Linked DNA regions of Rattus norvegicus: region 1 is linked to region 2. Evidence: chromatin contacts called from public Hi-C data. All regions are on one chromosome and are shown on one strand. Each heading gives the region's core, a stretch centred on a gene start, on an enhancer-like site or on the middle of the called end of the contact. The rest is flanking DNA. Distances are from core to core; before and after follow the strand shown. Region 1 overlaps Arrb1 (arrestin, beta 1). Region 2 holds the start of Rps3 (ribosomal protein S3).

Region 1 (5,094 bases), core at 69-2,568, 110 kb after region 2:
CACTGGGTCATTGTATTTACCCTCAACTGAGCTCCAGGTGCCCAGTCATGGAAAAGCATGCATGGAGGGGTGGGTGACCCTGAGGATGGACTGGGATATCCCTGTAACCTGAGGCCAAAGTACTCACTGTCTTTCTTTCTTTATTTTATGTTATACGAGTGCTCTGTCGCTGTCCTCAGACACACCAGAAGAGGGCATCGGACTCTATTACAGATGGGTGCGAGCCACCATGTGGTTGCTGGGGATGGAACTCAGGACCTCTGGAAGAGCAGTCAGTGCTCTTAACCGCTGAGCCATCCCTCCAGCCCTCACTGTTTCTTGGTTCTTTTTTTTTTTTTTTCCGGAGCTGGGGACCGAACCCAGGGCCTTGCGCTTCCTAGGCAAGCGCTCTACCACTGAGCTAAATCCCCAACCCTCACTGTTTCTTAAGATACTTTGAGTAATCAGTCATAGGGGTGGGGTATGTGTTAGAGTGGGTGTGTGTACATGCGTGCATGTGTGCATGCGTGCGTGGGTGCGTGTGTGCCTGCATGGTCCCTTGGATGGTGCTCCTACCTCCTGGGGTGCTCAGCTGAGATGGATTCTCTGTGCCCTGCCAGATGCTCTGCTCCCAAGGACAGCCCTTGTGAGAGACATTGGGCTTCATCCCATTTTCTCCAGTGTGCGTGAGTCATTTTATTGCTGTGACAAGATGTTCACTTACTTGGGCTTTAGAGCTTTCAGCCCACAGTCGCTCAGTGCTATGGCACTGCAGTGAGGCAGAATGCCGTGACCGGGAGCATGTGGAGAAAGCAAGCTACATCCTTCCCAATGACCAGGAGGCAGAGAGGGAAGAAAGGACTGAGAACCAAATACAAGGCATTGACGTTCTTCCTCCTACTAGACCCGTCTCCTACGGTGCCCACCACCTTCCAGAACCCATTAAGCTATGAATTCCCTGGTGTGGTAGAGCCCTGTGAGCCAGTTGTTTTCCAAAGGCAGACACTGTTGCTTTGGAGATCAGCTTTCAATACATCAGCCTTTGGAGGGCATTTCAGATTCAGACCGTAACATTCGTGCTCAAACGTGCCAGGGGCTGTCCAAATACTTCTATGCGTGACAAAATTTACCCGTGCGCACATTGACGCACACTGCCCATCTGTTGCCCTGACAGATACTGATCAGAGGCCCCCTCTCCCGCCTCCCCCCAATTCCCCATCATGTTTCAGGAAGCTCTGAAAATCTCGCTGATCCGAAAGCCTGGTGGAGTGTCTGTTTATTACAAAGCTCGCCTAACATGACTCAAGGCCATTTACCATAGCCAGCCCCTTAGCGAGATTAGTCATTTAATGATGGCAATTCGGAGAAATGTCCTTATGTGGTTTTGTCACTGTGTGGAGGACACAGTGTGCTTACACAAACTAAAATCACCATGATGTCCCTAGGCAGTATATACCTCACATATACTGTGAAACATTGTTATAAATATACTGTTCCTTGAAACATTGTTCTACAGCCTGAGACTGTTGCCATGTTCTCCTGTAGAGCCGTCAGTGGCTCTGATAGTAGGTGCACATCCTGCAGAGGGCCACACCCAAACGGACAGTGTGTCTTATGACCTTCGGGTTTGAGTGGGTGGTTGGTACTCAGGTTGAGAAGGTCACACACATGGGGACTCCATTCATTCTCTCCCCCAGATGGCGTGGTCCTGGTGGATCCTGAGTATCTCAAAGAAAGGCGAGGTAAGCTGTGTCCCTCTGACTCTCAGCATGCCAGATGTTCCACATCCCCTGCTCTCCAGTGACATTGGCACACTGCTTGATGCTTAAGCAGGACCTCGGCTAATCTCATGGCTTCTCCCTGTCCATTTTCCTGGTTCCTTAAATGAACCAGTGCGTTTACCATAGTCAGAACTCTGATGTCCTCTGGTGCAGAGGTCTCCTGCTTCTTGTCCCCTGTATAAGAGCTTCTGTTCCAAGCCCTGTCCCATTAATAGACTGCAAGGCTTGGGGGAGGGTGGGTGGCACCGGTACAGGAGAGAGGATCTCATTGTATAGATGGTAAAAGTGGAAGGTCTGTGTACAAGGTTAGGGTTAGGCAGGTTGAGGTTCCCCCACCTCTTAGACACAGCCTTCTGGGTGCTTCCCCCTAGGCTGTCTCCCTGCCCCTCCCCCTGCCTGCCAATCTAATCCAACCACCATGGCTGCTAGGCTGCCTAACCATCCTTCCTGCCCCTCCATACTCTTGGGCCGGAGTGACCTGGGGAGGGCCATCAGGAGGCTCCTTCCTAAGAGACCATATCAAGGCTGCCCTTGAAGGCACCTTGTGTCAGAGGGCAGTGTACTCACCCTATTTAAACCTGGGACAGGCTTGTAGCCTCCAGTACACAAACCCTAGGGTTACAGCTGGAGATCTGGGGACGGGGGTGTTGTATGCTACCCTCCCAGGCCCTTCCTCAGTTCCCCTGCTCCTCACAGTCTACGTGACACTGACCTGCGCCTTCCGGTATGGCCGGGAAGACCTGGATGTCTTGGGTCTGACTTTTCGCAAAGACCTGTTTGTGGCTAACGTGCAGTCCTTCCCACCGGCCCCTGAGGACAAGAAGCCACTGACTCGGCTACAAGAGCGACTCATCAAGAAGCTGGGCGAGCATGCCTACCCCTTCACCTTTGAGGTCAGCACGCCTTCTAGCATTCCAGAAGCATTCTGGGATGTTCTCAGTGCAGGCACATGGGGAACAGCAGCTGCTTTAGCTCGCCCAGTTGGCATCCAAGCACTGTCACTTACATTACCTGTTAAGTAACTTGTCTCTGGCCACTGTGGACACTCCACTTTAACCTGTAGGCTACTCCTCTGGCCCTCCTTCATTTAAGTTTCTAGAAAAAGGAAGGCCTGGGGATGGTTGTAGTGAAGGAAGGACTCCTGCCTGGCCTTGGGTCCCTGGGTACAGTCTGCCCAGCTCATCCCCTGTCATGCGTCCTTACCATTCCAAGACTGACCCCATGCTTCTGGAGTTCACATCTTCCTGTTTCTGATACTCCATGACTCTGGGGCAAGGATGAGTTGAGAACTTAGGTGAAGAACATTTGAATTCTCATCTTCCATAGTCTGCCCTGACTTTCTGTAGGGCACGGTGTGATATGGGATGGCCAGGAGAGAACTCGTCTATTTCAGGGTCTCCTTGTTGTCTCATGGAAAAGATATAGCTTGTTTTCAGAACACTGTCTGATGGAGGAGAGATGGTCTGTTCTCAGGGGGCCTAGTCTGATGGGTGTACAGTAGTGACAGAAGTGTGTAGGGGGAGATGAAGCAGAGGTGAAAGGTTAGCTCATGTTATTTGTCTCCTGAACAGATCCCGCCAAACCTTCCGTGCTCAGTCACATTGCAACCTGGGCCTGAGGACACAGGGAAGGTAGGTCACTCCAAGCAGACCATCTCGGGTTCAGGCTTTCATGGCCCCAGGGTCCTGGTTTTCTCCCCGTGGGGTAGTGGACAGTTGGAACTTCGCTTCCTGTTGAAGGCCCCGGCCTGGCTGATGTTCCTTGGATAATCAATCAGTCTCCTGAGACAGGGCTGCAGATGCAGGCTGGCCTCGCCCCACATTTGATCACAGGCTCCCTCACGTCACTTTTGCTGGCTCTGGTATTGACTGCACAGCACCAGCAAATTCCAAGCACCTACCTATGGCTTCACACAGGCCCTGGCCTCACACAGGCCCTGGCCTCACACAGGCCCTGGCCTCACACAGGCCCTGGCCTCACACAGGCCCTGGCCTCACACAGACCCTGGTAACCTTGTTTGGAGAGGGAGCAGCTGAAACTTAGAGAGGATTGATAGGAGCAGGTTCCAGGCCCCAGACTTCAGAGTCCACTCTCATCTCTAAGGCAGAGGCAATGAGCATGGTCTTTCATGTTGTTAGAGAGTTAGGAAGACACCATGACACCCAGCTCAGGGTTGTTACATTGCTGGTGGCTGTCTTGAGGACAACCACTCAGACTGAAGCAGGAGTCCCAGGTGGGATTGGGGTTGACTGATGGACCCACAGGAGCAGCTCCAGTGGAAGGAGCTGGGTCAGGGACAAAGTCAACATCGGGTACCAGGGTTTCAGATTCATGTCAAGGAGTCCTCAGGTGACCGAAGTTCATGTTCCCACACAGCATTCTGGTTTGTACGATGGGAGGGTGGTTGGGGACCTTGCCTCCCTAATGCCATGGGGTCAGCATGCCCTCCTCTACAGGCCTGCGGTGTGGATTATGAAGTGAAAGCCTTCTGTGCTGAGAACCTGGAGGAGAAGATCCACAAAAGGTAGGCAGGATGCTGGTGGGAGAGGGGAGGAAGCAGCGGTGAGGAGGGGCTTTGCTGTGAGAAGGGTCTAGAAGTCTGAAGGGTCATGGTGAGCTTCCTGGAGGAGGTGGCTTGAGCCCTGCTTTTCTCTCACCCCTACCTCTCTGTCTTACCCCTGCAGACTGCAGCCTTTTGATATTAGAAAGACCCCAACTTCAGTTAACTTTCAACAGTGGGTAGCTGAGAGGCCCTCAGCAGGATTGAAGCCTGTGTTTGTGGACGGATCTGAACAAGGGGCAGAAGTGGAGAAAAGTGAACCTAGAGGAGGCTCAGTGTGGCTCAGAGAGCAGACATTCTCCCACAGTGCTCGGCAGACAGGGGGAACAAAGCAGCTGGTCCTGACTTCTCATGGCTGCCCTTCCTGGGGGTCCTGGAGTTCAGGACCTCCTGCCTCCTCGGGTCCTCTGATGCCCCTGCATCCTAAGTCAGGTTTCTAGATCACCCTGCTGTGGGGTGTCCAGCAGCCTCTTTAGGGGTGAGTTTGCCACCTGGTGGCGACTAGGAGTATCACAAGCATTTTCATCTGCCGCGTGGTTGTTCCTGTTTGGGGGAGGTTAGACTCTCTTCTCTTGTCTGTCCCAACTTTCCTATTAAGATCTGCGATGAAGGGGACCTAATGGCGTTATGGAATGTGAGAGAGATCTGGAGCAGAATAATGAACAGTGGTAAACACTGAGAGCCACCACCCTCATCCTCTCCCAATGGGGCATCTGCTCCCAAGATTCACTAGTAATAGTGATACAATGGCTGTCAGTTCTCATAGGCTTAGTT
Region 2 (5,805 bases), core at 2,850-5,349:
AGCACACCATAGCAGGCCCTTTGGAAGAAGGGATTCATCTGTTATTACCAAGAACACAACCTGTCTACCAATCCCCCACCCCGGTTTGGTTTTCACAGTAATAACTCTCCAATGGTAGACAGAAGAAACCACAAGTTATACCAAAACAGCAGTCCACTGACCACATGACTTTCAGCCTTGACCTGCACATTAGAATCACCTCTAAATTTTTTTTTACACCCCCATGCCCAGGTTCTTCTCCAAGTCAGTTATCTGCGCTGGCCAAGCTCCAACATAGGTATGTTTCCACAGCTCGTATTAGTTAATCTATTACCATGCAGTATGCACGGGATGTGAGTGCACGGAGGCCAGAAGACAACTATGGAGCCATGTTCCCTTCTTACAGACCTAAACTCAGGCTGTCAGGATAGGTTTTTTGAAGACGAGGTCTCACTACATGGTCCTGGCTGGTCTGGAACTTGCAGAGATCCACCAGCCTGTCTTGGAGTCCTGGATTAAGAGTATGCAATACCATATGCCACACTTGGCAGGAGTGGGCAACCAGGTACCACCTTAATTTTGAAGCACACGAAAAGCCCCTCAGTGCAGGTCATGGAAATGTTCCTCTGCCTCCAGAATCCATCCCACCAGCAAATTAAGCACTAATAGTGCACCACCACCTCCAAAAAATCCTTTAGCCTATGAAACACTAGAAAGCTGGGGGTGACGGCCCACACCTTTAATCCCAGCACTAGGGAGGCAGAGGAAGGAGGATCTGAGTTCAAGGGCAGCCTAGCCTAGGGTCATACAGAGAAACACAATACTGTTGGAACCAAGAGGTATGGTAGTGGCAGACATTTCAGCAGGCAATCTCTGATTTGGAGGCCATCATGTAGGACTACAGTGAAATCCTGACTCAATGACAAAGAAGCAAACTGACCTTTTCAACATCTAATCCTTATAACCAAAGCAAGATTGTACGATTTTTTAAAGATATATTATATACAAGTACACTGTAGCTGTCTTCAGATAGGAGAGGGCACCAGATGTCATTACAGATGGTTGTGAGTCACCATGTGGTTGCTGGGAATTGAACTAGGATGTCTGGAAGAGCAGTCTGTGCTCTTAACCACTGAGCCATCTCTCCAACCTGACTGTATAATTTTTAAAAACATAACTTTACAGTTGAGGCAGGGGTCCCAACCCTTAGACAATCTTTACATCATTCCTCAGTGTTATACAACTTACAGGAAAAGTTGTTTTGTTTTTTGAGACAAAGCTTCCCCCCCAGACTAGCCTCTATTTGAGTTGCTGACTTTCTACCCTCAGCACTGAGTAAGGGTAGGCAATGGCACCTAGCCAATCACTGATATAACTGTCTCGTTTGGAGGCTTTCCCATCAGAACGGCTCTTTATAGTTCCCACCGTGGGCGCACTACCAGAGTCACATGACTTCTAGCTTGTTTGGAAACCTGTGCTGTCCGGAAGCACTAAAGCTGCACTCAGATGTCCTCCCTCACAGGCAGAAAGGAAGGAGGCGTTACTGCTCACCCATCCAGGGTCCTCACTAAACCTCACAAAGCAGATGTCCCTCCCTGTAGGATTCTATATATTCTTTCATTCTCAACATACCCACAGCATCTCATCATAGCACTGACCATTCTTTAGGGGTCTATCCTGTAGCCCAGGCTGGTCCTCCCAAATCAAAGTCTTCCAACTTTAGCATAGATACATGTGTCACCAGCCTACCAGTCTAGTTAGCCTAGTGGTTCAGTGGGGGCATGGACTACCCTATTTTTTTTTATAATTTGTCTTATTTTTTTTAAAAGATTTTATTTACTTTATATAAGTGAGTACCCTGTCACTCTCTTCAGATACAGCAGAAGAGAACATCAGATTGTGTTGCAGATGGTTGTGAGCCACCATGTGGTTGCTAGGAATTGAACTCAGGACCTCTGGAAGAGGAGTCAGTGCTCTTAACCACTGAGCCATCTCTCCAGCCCATGGACTACCCTATTACACCAGCAAAAAGATGACTCTGTCAATGAAGTTATTTGCCAACAAAAATGTCAGACACACACTGATCCACAGAAGGGCATGGCCACCAAGTCTCAGAACACTTACCTTCGAACTGCAAGCCCTCCTAAGAGTTTGTAGCGTAGAGACTCTGCCTGGGCAATGGCACACAGACCTCTTGTGGCCACTTTTTCTGCATACAGCTTTAAAGAAAAAGTACATTTCCATCACTCACCAATCTTCAGTTAAGCCACTGCGATATCCCTTAGATACTAAAGTATTCCCACTCCCCACAGAAGGCAGCTGAGTTGCCCTTCTATGTTGGCTCCCCACAACACAGTAAGGACAGCAAACCCACCTGTGCATCCAAATGGAATGTAAAATACTTCACCAGAATATCCCACACACTTAATCATACTGTCTCTGATTTAAGACAGGGTCTCACAGGGCAGCCCTGACTAGCTCTGCACTGCCCTTATCCTGCCTTCTGCGTGCCAGGATAAAGATGTGGCCCTGCCACGCATGGCGATCACTCTGCTTTTAAGGAAACTGGCAGAGCACCAATCCACCTGTATTCACTGGCCATGTCAGGTTTTCTTTGTGTTTGAGCTCTATGTCAGGTTCTCAGAAGTACCATTCTATAGCAGAAGCCACATCTTCAGTCTAAAGTCCCGGTAAATAAAGCAGGGGAACTCACCTCTACGCTGCCTTCAGGGAAGCCAAACCGCTTCTGGACAACTGCAGTCAGCTCTCTGATCCGACGACCCTTCTCCCCAAGAACATTCTGTGTTCTGTAGACAGGAAGTTATAATTTACTCAAAATCCCACCTGCCATCTACTACAAGATCAGTACACACATTAAATGGAAATCTTTTCAAATGCAATTTTTAAAAAGTAGCTACACTCACCAAGACAAGGTTTACTACTTAAGTTGGCCCTGGTCTACATAGCATCTTAATACACACAGTATTTAGAGGGGATAACCAGTCAATGGTATTTTTACCTGGTGGCTAAAATAATGATTTCTGTTCTGGTCGGCGTAACTCGGACTTCAACTCCAGAGTAGCCATCTTCAGCCAGCTCCCGAGTGAGAAACTCATTCAGTTCAGCTTTGAAGATGCCATCAGCTACAAACTAAACCAAAGAAACAAGTTAACTCTGAAGTTAAACAGGGCTAAGAGTTCTCATTAGCCAGAGCAAGCCCAATGGCCCTGCAGGAGTGCAGCAACCCTTCTCAGACAAATGCCTCTTGGTCATCTTTAGGAAGTTTCTTTGACCACAGTGCTCACAACTGTGCCACAGAACGCAGCGCAGTGAGGCATCCTGGGCAAAGACAAATACCTCCTAGTCAGACTCGTCATCACCTCTTCATCGAAGGGCTTTACCACATAATCTACACACAAAAGACAAACTCTGTCCCCAAGTAGCACATTTACAGTTCTTTCTGCACAGCTGGGGCTGTGTAAGTTGTACCTGGGAATCCTAACTCCAAACAACACTGTGGACAACAGCTTTACCATTAGTGTGCATAAGCACAAACACGACAGGCCATCTACTTCTAAACCTGACAATTTGTGCATTTTTCCCCCATGGAATGATTTTAAAAAACGAAAAAACCAGGGGACGCTGCTGCTTCAAGTCCCGAGTGAACAAGCCAAGTCAATAGGATTTCAACTATGGCCACTTGCAGGATGACAAGGATAAGAGAACAAGGGACTGCTAAACTTCACTTACCAAAGAAACTGGATTAGATCTGATGGCGCAGGCCCTCTAATTGTGCCACAGGATCACTAGTTATGCAGACCAAGAAACGCTCAAAGCTGTCTAGTCCGGAACTGGAGACGCCCGGTATTCGTGTCGGTCCAGAACTCGAGTTTGTGCCTCCCTTCCCCAGACACACTGCACTCGCCCGGCTCCGGCCCAGCACACAATCTACGGCCATCCGCGGCTCGCAGAGACCGCAGGAGGGCCCAGCCGCTCCTCAGGACCGACCACGGAGCCATGGGCCTCCCGGGCACCTTTAGAACACGCGGCGGATTCCCGGACAGAACCCAGACGCTTACCTTCCTCTTCTTGGAAATCTGCACCGCCATCTTGCTGCCGCGCGCCGCTGAAAGGAAAGGAAGTGGCTCGCGGGCGGAAGTAGGTATATAGGGCGGGAGCAATGACGCGACGCTACGCGACGGACACACTTGCAAGTGTTCCTGGGAAGTGAAGTTTTGCGTCTACAGAGTCGTAAAGGAAGGAAAAAAGTGTAACCTAGCAACCTGTAGTGTGGGCCGAACGGGAAGTGCATATTTAATTCTGGTCTGAAAATGATCAATGTACCTACGTAGAATGGTGGAGCACACCTGTGATTCCAGCACTAAAGAGGTAGAGGATCACAACAAGTTTAAAGTCATCATTGACTATATGTAGCGAATTCGAGGCCAGCTTGGGCTGTAAGAGCTTCCAACTCAAAAATAAATATGTAAATAAATAAAAAAACTTAGAACAGAAAAACCTTGAGACTAGAGATGCAAACCACAAGCATAAGCACACACTAACAAATATAACAGATTTTAGCCTCCTTCACATCTATACTAATGAAAACTTTCATTGAAATGTATTTAGGGGATGGCACAGTAAGTTACAGACTGTCAAAAACCATGGACGTATATTCGTATATATAAGCATAACACACACGCGCGCGCGCGCATACATACACACACGTCTTTTTTTTTCAATTTTTTTTTAGATTTATTATATATAAGTACACTACTGTCTTCACACACACCAGAAGAGGGCATCAGATCTCATTACAGGTGGTTGTGAGCCACCATGTGGTTGCTGGGAATTGAACTCAGAACCTCTGGAAGAGCAGTCGGTGCTCTTAACCACCGAGCCATCTCTCCAGCTTACACACACATCCTTTTTAAAATATTAAAATCCTACGATCTTTATTACAAAGGTAAACCCTGATCCATGAGATGGGCTTTTTGTAGGGTTTCTGGTAGTGAGCACATCCACACGGACCTATGAACGTTTTGGACTCGAAACAGGGTGGGATACCAGCAGGGACCTGTCAAAGTAATAAACCACCAGGGCTTCAGGGACAGACTGTTGAATAGTATAAATCTAAGCTACAGGACCTCCCCTTCACACGAACCCTGATGTCCACATTAGCAAATCGTTCATTGCCCAGAAGCAGAACCTGCCGGTGTAACTTGTACTACAGTGTTTGTGGCTCAGTCATCTCCAGAGGACTCTGATTCACCCTGTATTAATCCCACCGAACAAAAGTAAAAACCATTAATTAAATTCTTTGAGACAAGCAAGCTTTATTTTCTATCAGACAGGGCTGTCTCCCTAAAGTGGGGTTTTAAAGAATAGCATCAAACATAGAAGTGAAATTTATATAGCTCAAAATTTGCAAGACTAGGTGTCATTTCCTAGAGGAATGTTGGCTACGCAGGAACTTAGCAGAACATCTTATCAGGGTGGAATCAGGGTATAGAGTATGGAACATGTCAAATTCCAGAAAATGGGTTGACGACAGGGTCAAACCCAAGTTTTACAAAAAACAGGAATGAACTTATTTTGACCTTGTTACAAGAGGGCTTCTAATTATTGGATGGAGTCAAGTTGTTCTGTCACCTGACAAAGATGTTTCTCCATTTGTAGTGCACCACAGCTATGGCTGTCTTCTTATAACTATCTCCTTGTGTCTGAAGACCTGTACCAGCTGCCCTGATGGTAGTGCTCTAGGCATGACCATGAGCTCCTCACATCACAGTGCTGCCAACAGAGAGAAAAAAAGTAAAATAAAAT

The links. A called contact is a pair of places that touch in the nucleus more often than the background predicts.
Region 1: a Hi-C map of the Rat2 cell line shows a contact between it and region 2, with 5 times the contacts expected there. The contact joins the enhancer-like site here to the promoter of Rps3 in region 2.

Annotation. Positions count from the first base shown.
Region 1 is chr1:163,300,528-163,305,621 of GRCr8, forward strand. It overlaps Arrb1 (arrestin, beta 1), which reads left to right. Exons shown (of 16, transcript NM_012910.2): 4 at 1,677-1,721; 5 at 2,457-2,653; 6 at 3,332-3,391; 7 at 4,217-4,284. Among named protein-coding and RNA genes, the nearest start is that of Tpbgl, 36 kb to the right of the region's middle. Within about 2 kb of position 1,319, at least 13 of the 93 cell types and tissues checked have an H3K27ac peak or open chromatin away from gene starts, as enhancers often do.
Region 2 is chr1:163,191,677-163,197,481 of GRCr8, forward strand. Rps3 (ribosomal protein S3) reads right to left here and starts at 4,100. Exons shown (of 7, transcript NM_001009239.1): 1 at 4,059-4,100; 2 at 2,999-3,129; 3 at 2,693-2,786; 4 at 2,104-2,198; 5 at 1-18. The coding sequence starts at 4,088. It overlaps Snord15a (small nucleolar RNA, C/D box 15A), which reads right to left and starts at 3,372; the gene lies at 3,225-3,372.